2 separate regions of the Pan troglodytes genome follow, and region 1 is linked to region 2. A link is a contact called in public HiChIP or PLAC-seq data. All regions are on one chromosome and are shown on one strand. The core of a region is the stretch at or near the end of the contact, and the rest is flanking DNA. Distances in the headings are between cores, read along the strand shown.

Evidence for each region. HiChIP or PLAC-seq counts read pairs in DNA pulled down with a chosen protein or histone mark.
Region 1: an H3K4me3 HiChIP or PLAC-seq map of stem cell-derived excitatory neurons shows a contact between it and region 2, with 4 times the contacts expected there. The contact joins the promoter of MRPS22 here to the promoter of FOXL2 in region 2. A contact is called at or near these places in 2 of 7 Hi-C or Micro-C datasets (blood and stem cell-derived neural progenitor cells), 1 of 1 datasets of contacts at active chromatin or transcription factors (stem cell-derived excitatory neurons) and 1 of 1 other capture datasets (stem cell-derived neural stem cells).

Annotation. Positions count from the first base shown.
Region 1 is chr2:142,552,671-142,558,601 of NHGRI_mPanTro3-v2.0_pri, forward strand. It overlaps MRPS22 (mitochondrial ribosomal protein S22), which reads left to right and starts at 3,848. Exons shown (of 8, transcript XM_016942051.4): 1 at 3,848-4,054. The coding sequence starts at 3,883.
Region 2 is chr2:142,156,454-142,162,862 of NHGRI_mPanTro3-v2.0_pri, forward strand. It overlaps FOXL2 (forkhead box L2), which reads right to left and starts at 2,471. Exons shown (of 1, transcript XM_526323.7): 1 at 1-2,471. The coding sequence starts at 2,062. The coding sequence ends at 932. FOXL2NB (FOXL2 neighbor) reads left to right here and starts at 2,602. Exons shown (of 3, transcript XM_001157420.7): 1 at 2,602-2,798; 2 at 4,853-4,972; 3 at 5,598-6,409. The coding sequence starts at 2,699. The coding sequence ends at 5,905.

The sequences.
Region 1 (5,931 bases), core at 2,598-5,097, 400 kb after region 2:
CAACTGTACCTCTTCTTGACCAATGATTTTGCTTTCCAGTGCTCAGAAAAAGAGGGACAGAGAGGCAGGAAGGCTCTCTGATTCTCTCCCCAAAACGTATCCACTCTAACCATCCTTAACTCCTGGCCTACTGGTGCAAAGGCTCCTTTGCATCTACTACCAATGCCTCCACTTAGAATCTTCATCCCCTGAAGCTTCCTCAGGGATCCACAACATCACTTGTCCCTTCTCATTACTGGATCTTTGCTTTTTTCCTTGCTACCAGTCCCTTCTAGCACACAAAGGGGAATTTCGGCCATGGAATTTGTGTCTCTGTAGGAACATGTAAGAGGTTTGGACTTTGAATAGGGGGCAGAAGAATAAAAACTCTGGGTGAAGTCAAAAGTGGGGTGGATGTGGACCTTTTGGGAGGCCTCAAGGATAGGGAATTGAAGACTTACAGAAGTCACATGCGTGTGGTTGCTGGAGACCGCAGGGGTTCTTGCATTGTCCAGACTGTCGCCTTTCTTCCTTAGGCTCTGTTCTTCCTCTCTCCATTCCTCTCCCTGACTTTTATCCCCTAACCCCATCTTGACTTCTAAAAACTTAGGATAAAATATATCTTTTTAAAAAACAGAAGTCCAGACCCTGTTAAATCACTGAGAGTGGGATAAGGCACTCCCCACTGAGGCATCACTATACTTTTGTTTTACAAATAATAGAAAACCATGCTTGCTCCACAGAGCTGGTGAAGATATGACCTAATGAATCCTAACAGTAGCTGCAGCCAGATAGCCTTGGGACTGTCAGTCAGAGGGCCAACCCTCCCCAACCCCCAGTGGTGAACAGAACCCCACCCAGGCCAATCAGCCTCTCTCACCAGGAACTTAGATTAGACGGAAGGCAGGGAGTTGGAACCAAGCCATTAGGACCGCAACCTCCTGGAGAGATCTCTTGAGTTCCTGCCTCTGGGGTTCTTGGAGCTGCCATCTTTCAAGTCCTTCCTGAGGCTTGGCTGTTGAGCTTTTTCTTGAATTCTGTGAGATATTCAGTATCCTTCCAATTACTCCCATTTCAGTTTTACTCAGGAAAGATTTGTTTCTTGCAACCAGAGTACTTCTGAATACTATCCTCAGAAAGTAACTGACTTGGGTGCCATGGCTCATGCCTGCAATTCCAGCACTTTGGTAGGCTGAGGCGGGCAGATCACTTGAGCCCAGGAGTTCAAGACCAGCCTGGACAACACAAAAATTAGCTGGGCATGGTGGTGTGCACCTGTAGTCCTAGCTACTTGGGAGGCTAAGGTGGGAGGATTGCTTGAGCCCAGGAGGCAGAGTTTGCAGTGAGCTGAGATCAGGCTACTGCACTTCAGCCATGGTGACAAAGTAAGAAAGACCCTGTCTCAAAAGAAAAAAAAAAGGAAAAGAATAAAAGAAAGTAATTGACTTGCCACCACACAACCTTCTCACAACATCTTTATGAAACACCAGACATCAGATCCTGAAAGTACTTTATTCTCAAAGTCTGCAAGATAAGTATTGTCATTATGCCCATTTTGCAGGTGAGGTACTGGGGCTCTGAAAGATGTGGGCATCTGCCTGAGGTTATAGCTTAAACCAGGAATCTTCGTTACTCCATATCAGTAAAACTCACTGTACCCCAAGTAAAAGAGGTCACTGAAAGGAAAGTGGGAAGCTCTCTGGCCAAGACACCACCTTTCTCCATCTCTCTCCATACATATTCTCCCATCTCTGCTTCTGAGGATCTGCTCCATTTTCCTGCCTCTCTCTGCAGAGTGGCTTTTCCCTGCTCACTCATCAGTGAGCACATTGCTGAAAAAGGCTGCTTCAGCCCAAACCCTAAATACTTAGTTATTCACTTCAAGCTTCCACCGTCGACTATTCTATGTCTCATAGTTTGAATTATTGAGAAAAAATCTGCTTGGTGCCTGGTCATCTGGGGTAGGCTGAAGAATGCCCCCATACTTCCTCCCAAGTATAACTGCACTCTAATCCATGGAACTTGTGGATGTTACCTTATATGGAAACATGGTCTTTGCAGATGTGATTAAGTTAAAGATTTTAAAATGGGGATTATGTTGGATTATCAGGGTGGGTCAGTGATTATGCAATCACATACATCCTTATAAGAAGAAAACAGAGGAAGATTTGGCACAAATAGAAGAAGAGAAGCTGATGTGAAGATGGAGGCAGAGATTGAAATGATGCAGCCACAAGCAAAGGAATGTTTACAGTCATCAGAAACTGGAAGAGACAAGGGGCAGATTCTTCTCCAGAGATAGACTCTAAGGGGAGCAGAGCTCCCTTGATTTCAGCTCAGTAATATTGATTTCAGATTTCTCATGCGGAATTGTGAAAGAATACATTTTTGTTATTTTAAACCATAATATTTGTGGTAGTTTGTTATAGCAGCCACAGGAAACTAATGCTAATACAGCAGCCAATGGATTCATTCATCCTGCACTAAGTGTCCAATCAGCTGTGTCCAGGAGGATGTTTACAGGAAAAACATAGCCACTGAGGCCTGCTCTCTCAGCTATGGGAAGAAAGTAGAGGGTTCATTTTCAGAGAAAAGGCATGGGCTGGGAGACACCTGCATTCGTCCTGCCACTAGTCTCTGACACCTGCTATCATGTAGGTGTAAGCATTGGGAAGTGCAGGGCAGCAGACTTGCCTAAATAGGCACCAAGCCTAGTGCTCTCCCTTCCCCTCCCAAATAGGGAATGAGTTCATAAACAGCACTGTTAATATTAATGCTAAGTTGGGGGAAAATAGGTGAGGCTGGAAGGTGAGTCTATTCATCCAGCTAAGTCAAACAAGAGTTTACTAACAGCCTGTTTTGCCAGGCCTTGGGATAAGTGCTTAGCACAGGCACCAATCTATAGTCTAGAGAAGGATAAGACCTGCACATCCTGGATAGTTGGAAAAAATGTAAAGAATCATTTAATCATTCATTCATTTATTCAACAAAAGTTTGCTGTGCACGTAGATGTACTAGGCTAGGTGATATTGCAATAAAATATGTAGAGTCACTGTCTTCATGGGGTGAGAAACAGAAATAAGCAGATAAAGAGCAAAATAACAGATTATAAAATGGGCTATAAAGGAAAGGAATAAGTGTTGAGACAGAGAATCAGGTGTATGAATTGGCAGTGGCAGTGGTGGTGGTGGTAATCAGGGCTTGGAGTCAGGAGTTAGATTTAGGGTGCATGTGAGCAGTATGGATGGAGAAATTTAAGAAGTAGTTGGATTTAAACCTGAGGATGGGGGAGAAGGTTTGGGCAGGAAGTGGAATACATAAATTATGTATTTATTTGAGACAGAGTCTCACTCTGTCACCCAGGCTAGAGTGTTTGTTTGTTTGTTTATTTGAGATGGAGTCTTGCTTTGTTGCTCAGGCTGGAGTGCAATGGCACGATCTTGGCTCAATGCAACCTTTGCCTCCTGGGTTCAAGCGATTCTCCTGGTACAGGCGCCCGCCACCATGCTTGGCTAATTTTTATATTTTTAGTAGAGACGGGGGTTTCACCATGTTGGCCAGGCTGATCTCGAACTCCTGACCCCAGGTGATCCGCCCGCCTTGGCCTCCCAAACTGCTGGGATTACAGGCGCCTGGCCGGAAATTTGTTATTTAGAACGATGGAAACGGGTAGGAAAAAGAGCATATAGGGAAAAAGGTGTAAGTTTTAACTTTATGCATAGGGAAGGACATAAACACCGTCTACTTGTGAATAAGTAGTTTAGAAGAAACAATCTATGAGGGCCCGGAAGACTTCCGGCCCTTTCCGTCTTTAACTAGACTACATTTCCCAGAGTGCTGCAAGAACTGGGCGTGACTCGGAAATCCCTCCCAACCACTTCCGGCGCAAGTGGCCTCTGAATCATGGCGCCCCTCAGAACAACTGTATTGCTGTGGAGCCTCTTGAGGAGTTCTCCGGGCGTGGAACGGGTCCGTTTCCGGGCTCGAATCCAGCCCTGGCACAGTGGCCTGCTCCAACCGCTACCTTGCTCTTTCGAGATGGGGCTGCCACGCCGCCGGTTCAGCTCCGAGGCCGGTAAGTGACCTTCCGGACTTTCGCTGGGGCGTTCTTCTGGGAGACGTAGATCCTGTTTCTGGCAGGCGAAAACCACGCGATAGCCCCCGCGACACGTATCCTAGCGCTTCCTCAGATTCAGCTGTCTTCCTTCTGTACCTGTAGAGTTTGTCATCACCTGCATATCTGTTCATTCGTTCACTCACTCAGCTACAGTGCCTGAGTTCCGCTCCTTGCAGAGCACTGTGCTAAGCTCTGTAGGATATAGCAAACTAAGACTGACACAGAAATTTCCCTGTGGGAACTCATGTCCATGGGGAATTGGCAGTGCAGTGTGACCTGGGTTGTTATAGGGGACGCACACGGGAGAGGCACTCAAACTGGATTGGAAGGTCAGGGAAGGGTTCCTGGCAAATATGACTAAAGCTGAGATCTGGTTAGCCATGCTAAGGAGAAAGCAAGAAGCTTCTCAAGCATAGGGACAGTAGCAGATGTCCAGAAATGAGACTGAGCACAGATATTTGGGAACCCATTTTGGAGATAGGATTGATAAGGCTTGATTAAGGCTTTGGGTATGAGTTTAAAGGGACAAATTAAGATTGTTTCTTAAGTTTCTGACTGGAATAGAGGGTTGACCCATTTACACCAAGATGAAGAAGATTAATTAATTGTTGGAACCGTTATTTTGGGGGCGGGGGTAGTGCAGGAGTAGATGAGATCAGGAGATGGGAAAGGAGGCGGAATTAAACCTATTTGGGACACATTAAATTTGAGGTGACTGCAAGAGTCAACTGTTCAGTATGCAGTTAAATATAAAGTGAGGAACATCGGAGTAAAAATGGTAACTAAAGGTGAGTGAATGGGTGAGACTGAGGAGAGAGTAGTGCTGAGCACTTGCTGTGTGCTGGATACCCTGAGGAACCCTGGGTGCCAGAGATGAATATAAGACAAGGTCTGGTCTTCATAGAGCACATCACTTAGTGACAGACATAGTGTAAGTAAGCAGACCACCTTAACTTTTTTTCTAAATGAGGTTGGAAGCCATTCGTGAATTTTAAGCTTGGGAGTAATCTTGATTACATTTTAAAGAGATTACTCTGGTTGCTCGGTGGAGAATGATCTGTAGTGGGGCCAGAATGGAGAAAGGGAGGCTGATGCAAGAGATGAGGATAGCCTTGACTAGAGTAGTGGCAGTGGGAAATGGAGGATTAAAATGAGATTTATGAAGGCAAACAATCAGTATGTTCTCTGCCAGTGGTGTTTTTTTTTTTTTTTCTTTTTTTTTTTTGGTAAAATTGGGATAATCTTCGTGTTTACCTCATGGGTTGTTGTGAGTATTAAATAGGCTGAATGTGTAAAGTACTTAGCTCAGTCAGTATTGGCATGTAGTAAATAGCTAATAAATGGTAGCTCTTATAATTACTGTTATTATTACTACAGCTATTTGATTACTGTTGTTGTTATTACTACTGCTATTGGCTAGATCTGGAGGATCAGGGAGAATTTAGGAATGGCTGTAAGATTTCTGGCCTGTATGGCCTACTGGATGATGCTGAGATAGGGAACAGAAAATGCAGGTTTGAGACAAGGGAAGGTGGATGGGTTCTGACTTGGCAGTATTCAAGTACATGAGAGAGGTTGAGTAATTGGATGAAAGGTGATCTTGGCAGGAGATTCAGATTTTAGAGTTTCTGGCATATAAAGGTAATTGAAGTCATGGCAGGATAGGAGAAATCATCGAGTAAGAATCTGAGAAGGGAGAAAAGGACATCGTTCAGAATCTGTAGGGATACCAACATTTATAGGAGAAGAAGAGGTGACTAGGAACAAATGGCTTTTTCTTTCTTTTTTGCTAATGGAAATGGAAGTAGAAGTTAGGCAAAGCAATAAGCAAACTG
Region 2 (6,409 bases), core at 1,221-3,720:
ACAGCTTTTTGAAGGCCCAACAAAAACTCTAACGCAAATCTTCCAGAAGAGAAGATGAGGAATACTAAAGCTTTTGATTTTCATATTTGGATTTAGCAAACTCCAAGGCCACAATACTTCCCCGGTTGCCCGGTGAATTTTTTTTCCTTTTTTTTTTTTTTTTTAAATACTCTCTTAAAAAGTTCCACCGATCTTTCAAACAAAACATTAGCCAGCAGCCGGGGCCCGGAGGTGCCCGAAGCGACGGGACTGATAGCGGAGGAAACGCAGCCTCCCTCCGCGCCGGCCCGCGGTGTAAACCGAGTACAGGCCGTGGAGCCAGGCTGCCCCGGCTCCCGCTGGATCCCAACCCCCGCCCCGCCTAGTGGGCCCCGCGGCAAGCGGCTTCTGAACAGCTTCAAGAGGGTTCGCGGAGCAAACACACGTATTGGTCCGTCCCTTTCTCGGGCAGCGCGGTCCCGCCATCAGTCCTGTCCGGCGCGTCTAGCCATGGACTGCACGGCAGTCGGGCGGGGAACGCGGAGAGCGAGCGCACCGACCTGTGAGAGAAGGCCAAGAGGTCTGCGCTGCCGACGCCCGGTCGCACCTCGGCCCCGGGCCCTTTCCGCGGTGAATCTGGGCAGGAGACGCTGGGGCTCCGGAAAGAGACGAGCCCAGTAGAAAGCGCGCAGAGAGGCAGCTTCAGGCCAGGGGAGTGCAAGGTCACAGAGGTCAGGGAGGTGAGCACTGGAGGACATAAACTGAGGGGACAAAGAGGAGCGACAGGAGCTTAGGAAAGCGAAAAAGCACAGAGGGACCCTGGGCGCTGGCTCCAGAGGCGGGCCCAGAGGGTGTGAGGTCAGGCTGGCGGCGGCGTCGTCGGCTGCGACCGGGGCCGGCGTCGCGCGTCCCTGCATCCTCGCATCCGTCTGCACCGGCATGCGGTGGGCTCTCAGAGATCGAGGCGCGAATGCAGCGCGCCGGTCTTGCTGTCGTGGTCCCAGTAAGAGCAATGCATCATGGCGAGCTCGGGCTGCCGGGCACAAGCGAACTGCAGGCCCGGCGCACTGGTGGGCGCGGGCGCCGGGGGCGCGGCGGTGGCTGGGCTGGCAGGGCTGAGCTGGCCCGGCGGCGGCGCGGCGGCCCCGTGGTGCGGTGGGGCAGGCGGCGGTGCGGCGGCCGCGTGCAGATGGTGTGCGTGCGGATGCGGGTGGGGGTGCGGCGGAGGCGGGGGTGCGGCCGGCGGGCCTCCCAGGCCGTTGTACGAGTTCACTACGCCGGGGGGCAGCGCCATGCTCTGCACGCGTGTGTACGGCCCGTACGAGGCGGCCGGGCCCGCCAGCCCCTTGACCACAGCGGCCGCGCCAGGGCTACCGGGGCCCGCGGCTGCAGCCGCAGCTGCTGCAGCCGCTGCGGCCGCCGCCATCTGGCAGGAGGCATAGGGCATGGGTGAGGGAGGCTGCGGTAGCGGCCACGAGTTGTTGAGGAAGCCAGACTGCAGGTACTTGGGGGGCGCCAGGTAGCCGTAGCCGTCGGCCGCGGCGCCCGCCACGCCGCACCCGCCTGCGGCGCCTCCGGCCCCGAAGAGCCCCTTGCCGGGCTGGAAGTGCGCGGGCGGCGGCCGGAAGGGCCTCTTCATGCGGCGGCGGCGCCGGTAGTTGCCCTTCTCGAACATGTCTTCGCAGGCCGGGTCCAGCGTCCAGTAGTTGCCCTTGCGCTCGCCGCCGCCCTCGCGCGGCACCTTGATGAAGCACTCGTTGAGGCTGAGGTTGTGGCGGATGCTATTTTGCCAGCCCTTCTTATTCTTCTCGTAGAACGGGAACTTGGCGATGATGTACTGGTAGATGCCGGACAGCGTGAGCCTCTTCTCCGCGCTCTCGCGGATCGCCATGGCGATGAGCGCCACGTACGAGTACGGGGGCTTCTGCGCCGGGTCCGGCTTCTCCGGGGCTGTCCCGCCGCCACCCCCACCGCCCTTGCCTGGGCTCGGCGGCGGCCCTTCTGGCTCCTTGACTGTGCGACCGGTCTCTGGGGCCAGCAGGGCCCCTGCCGCGTCCTCGGGCTCGGGGTAGCTGGCCATCATGACAAAGCCGGCGCGCCGCGGCCGGGCCGCCTCTGCTCTCCGCTCCAGGCGCTGGCGCGGCAAAGAGTTGGGGCGCACGAGTCCGCTTACGGCCGAGTCTCAAACTTCTGGAGACTGCGGATGCCGCCCGCGCTTGCTTGCTGGAGGCCTGTCGCTGCTCTCCCCTCTCCTTCTCCTAGGGAGCGGCCGGCGGGAGTGGAGCTCAGCCTCTGGCCATGGGGAGTCCGCCCAACAGAGAGGGGCTCCGGCCTCGCCGCCCCTCCCCGCTCAGGCCAGTCCCCGCCTTGGTGGGTTTTCTTTTCTGCGCTCTTCCCCTCCCCCCGCCCCCCGGTTTCCCGAAGCACGACCCGCGTCTCTGGCGGAGCTGCCTCCTGGAGTCCCTAGTGCGCCAGGAGCCTCGCTCTGTTCTGATTCGTATGGGCTCCACCGAGTTCCGCTTGCGTCAGGCGCCTTCGCCCCTATAGCGGGGCGGCCAGCCGCGCACGGGCGAGTTCATCTCCAAGTCACTTTTTGTAAACGCCCCGCACAGCCTGGACCGGCCTGCCCCCGCCCAGCGAGCCTCGGGGGCCCAGCCGACAGCCAGGTTCACGCGCCCTTGAAATCTGCCGGTACTCGCTCTGCGGGCTGGGCTGGGAGATGACGAGGACCCCGGTGGGGTCTGCCCGCACCCGGCCAAAGCCCAGGAAGCTCGGGCCCCAGCGAGGAAAGGCGCTCCAAGCCTCCTCGCGGCTTTCAGGTGAAAGAAAACGACTCCTTTGCTCTGCCGTTTGCTGCCGTCTTGAGGCTGAACTTCTAGCTCGGGGCTGGGGAGGGGCGAGACGGCGAAGGGGCCGGACGGGGTAGGGTGGGGAGAGCTGCTCTGAGGCTTTGGGAAAGTCAGCCCAGAAACGGGTGTGACTGTACGAAGAAGCCTCGGCCTGGCCTGTCCCTCGCGCTCTCAGAGTGACTGGGCTGGAATGGGGCTGGGGAGAGGATCTCTGGAAATAGTCGTCAGGGGCGCCGCCTGAATCACCTCTGCCTCTCCCTGCGTTGCCAGTGGATCTAGGAACCAGGCTCCTCCTTGGAATCCGTGTACTAATCCTACGGGGTTGGAGTGAAAGTTGGATGTGTGCTTTAACAACACCAAGTAGATGCCCCTCAGCTATTGCACTAACACAGGCGGGGCTGTTGCCCGGGACTTTGCGGGACTGTGTATGTGTGTGCGCAGGGGTCACATATGGAAGTCATGGAGAGGAGCTGTCCTTGAGATGGGTGAGATACCAGGTGCATGTGTGCTGCTCAGAAACACAGGTATGCACATGTACAAGGTGTGAGATTTGTATTTACGAGGTAAAACACACTTATACTGATAGTTATGTAATATGTTCATCAAGTATTAGAGTAAATGTAGCTGGTGGATATAGCATCTTCTCTTTTTCTCCTTTCTTACTTCTTTCCTTCCCCCCTTTCTTCCTTTCTTTCACAATTCTTCGATGCCTCTTTCCCTCCCAGTGTATGTATTTTGCCACAGACTGGGAAGACAAACATCAGGCTGAGGGAGGGACTTGTTCAGATCTCTCTCCTGATGAGACATTTGTTCTGATCTTTCTCCAAAGAATCAGGAGTTAGTTGTCACCTACCTTGAGCAGAATTCTGATGGGAATCCAATTATTTCAGCATGTACAGAGATTGTTTCAGGGAAAATCAGGTGTGCCTTTTAACAGTGTGCTCCTTAACAGTGCCTTTTAACTTGGCCTAAACAAAAAGTCTGCAGTCATAAAGTATGAGAGAGATGGCCAGTGTTTTGAATCCTCAAGCCCCAAACTCCTTGGTGCTGAGGAGGGGGGCAAGGCCGCCTTATGGAGGAACGTGGACTGAATGGATGTCATATAGCTGTGCGTTAGTGATTGGCATGTCTGGAGTGGCTGACTCAATGCCTGTCACTGCCTCTTCCTCCCAGGCTGTTTAGACTCTGAGGGTTCTCCTGAAGCCCAAGGAGCCTTCAGTGGCCTGTGGTTCCAGCATCCACAGGCCATCTACAAGTGTTGTCTGCTGCTCACTCAGGCCTCTGATCTGCATTCTGAGATGAAAGGGAGGGAGGACAAGGGTGGTAGGGCTCTTTGGAATTCAGCATCTTGAAGATGACACCAGAGAGGTCAGCAGGGCAGCCCTTGCCTGGTCACAAGGATGAGAGGGAGCAAGGCTATCCCCAAAGTAGCTTGGTTTTTTTATGGGCAGTCTCCCACTGCACCCAACAGACATGGGGGAAGCAGCACTTCCGCAGAATCCCTGCTGCTGCTTTCTGAGCAGGAGTGCAGATGTTTTTCTTCTTCCTTACCCCCATCCTTGCCCAGGCTTTGGGTGGGAGTGGTGAGTCCGGTTTGGGGCTGCTGCAGATTGGCCTCAGTGCCTATCCTCCCCCAGCCAGGGCCTGGGCAGGGGGAAAAACAGCTGGGTCTGGCCCCATCCTAGTGGGGGCTCCTCTCTCCTTTTCTCTCCTTTTTTTTTTCTTGACCACCCAGGCTGGCTCTCTGCGTCTCTCTGTCTTTCTTTCTTCTTCTCACAGGCATTTCCGCTGCTCAGCCCTGCAGCAGCCAGGTGTAACAGCATTGTTGTGTGTGTCATCACTTCCCTGAATTCCACACTCGGCTCCCTTTTCAGCCTTTAAAGAGCCTGTGTGTGTGTGCGTGTGCGTGTGTGTGTGTGTGTAGGGGTTGGGGGCAAATGAAGGAGTTCCTCTGAAGGATTTTCAGAATAGAAAGGAGTTCTGCTCTGAAAATACTGATTTCTGACTGTCCCGTAGAGGAACAGAATCCCCAGCCCTGGTGAAGAAGAGGATGCCTGATGCGTGCACCCTGGGAAGGGCTGGAATCGGTCTCCCCAAGATGTGCCTTCACATGGCTGTCCGGCATTCGAAGGCTCAGAAAACAGGCAAGAAAATGCGGGCGGGAAACCTGGCAGAATGATTACTTTCAGGTCCCCTCCAGGCTTCTGCGGAAAAGCCAGGGGCTTCGGGCTGGAGATAGAGGAACCTAGGGTGAGAATAGAATCCTCTCCTTGCCGGCCCAGCCAGAGGTGGGTGAACCGGGCGCTCCAGGAAACGGTGCGGGGCGCCTTGATTTACTTCTCAACCTTCGGAGGCAGGCTGCTTGCTGGCGAGGTCGGGATCCTCTCTGAACAGGGCATACTGTGCCTAGGTTTTGTGGACGCCAGGGCCGGTTCCTTTTCTCCCCGCGGCATTGGGGCGACGCAGGGCCCCCGGCTTAGTGACCTTGGGGCGGCGCTCACCTCCAAAGGCCAGGGTGGTGGGCTGGGCAGAACTCACTGCCTCTTTGCCCCAGTTTTCCAGGGTCCCGCAGCTGCAATTCAGCAGCCACCGGCGCCTCCTGACCGTGGTCCCACCGTAGCGCCGCCTGCGGATACGGTTCCAGTGAACCGCCGATTGAGCGCAGTCTCAGCTCCCGCGCCTCCTCGCAGCCTGGCCCCGCGCCTCGGAGGTCCCGACAGCCGGCGCGAGCAATCTACATGGCTCTGATAGAGACGCTTTTCTCCCCAGGGCCGGGAATCCTGCAACAGCGGCAGAAGCGGCCCGCGCCTCGGGCTTCCGGCGGCCCAGCTCTACTAGGGGAGCGTCGCGGCTGCTCTGAGGCAGGCAGCGCTTCGCTAGAACCGCTCAGCTCGTCCCGCGCCGCCGCCGGCTGCCTGAACCAGGTTCCGCTGTCCCCTTTCGTAGCGGGACCCCGAAACACCCGCCGGCTTCCCGCTCCTGAGCCGGAGAGAATAGAGCTTGCTGCAACCCTCTGCTTGGAGGGATGGCCTCTGCGGTGCTTGGCTAGCAAAGGGAAGCTTCACTGTGTCTATTAGTACATCCCCATACACTCCACGCCTCAACAACTGTCAGCACTCACTCCCTCCCGGCCCCTCACAGGGCCCTTTGCACCCACACCTCAGGGACTCGGTGTCCCTCCACTCAGGTCACGTTACTCCATCCACTTCTCTCTCCTTCTCCCTCTGTCAACTCCAAATCCCCTCTAGTTCTCCCTCCCCTCCTACTTCTCTCACACTCACCAGCTACACATACTAATTCAGATTTTGCCCATGTTGGTGGAAAACATGTCAAGCCAATGTGCAGACCCTAAGGCTTTTCACACGCTGCTCACTTTCGCATCTCACGGTGCAGAAGGACCGCTGGGCTCCAGGTTTACAAGCCTGACTCCGAGAAGCCTGTTGATTCTCTGATGTCCTTGGCCTGTGATTCGGGTGACTGGGCTGCCACCTGGGTGTTTTCATGGTGGGACTGCCGCACAGACCACAGAGAAGCTCAGGTACTGAGCACGTTCCAGATACACTTTAACATGCACAGGCCAC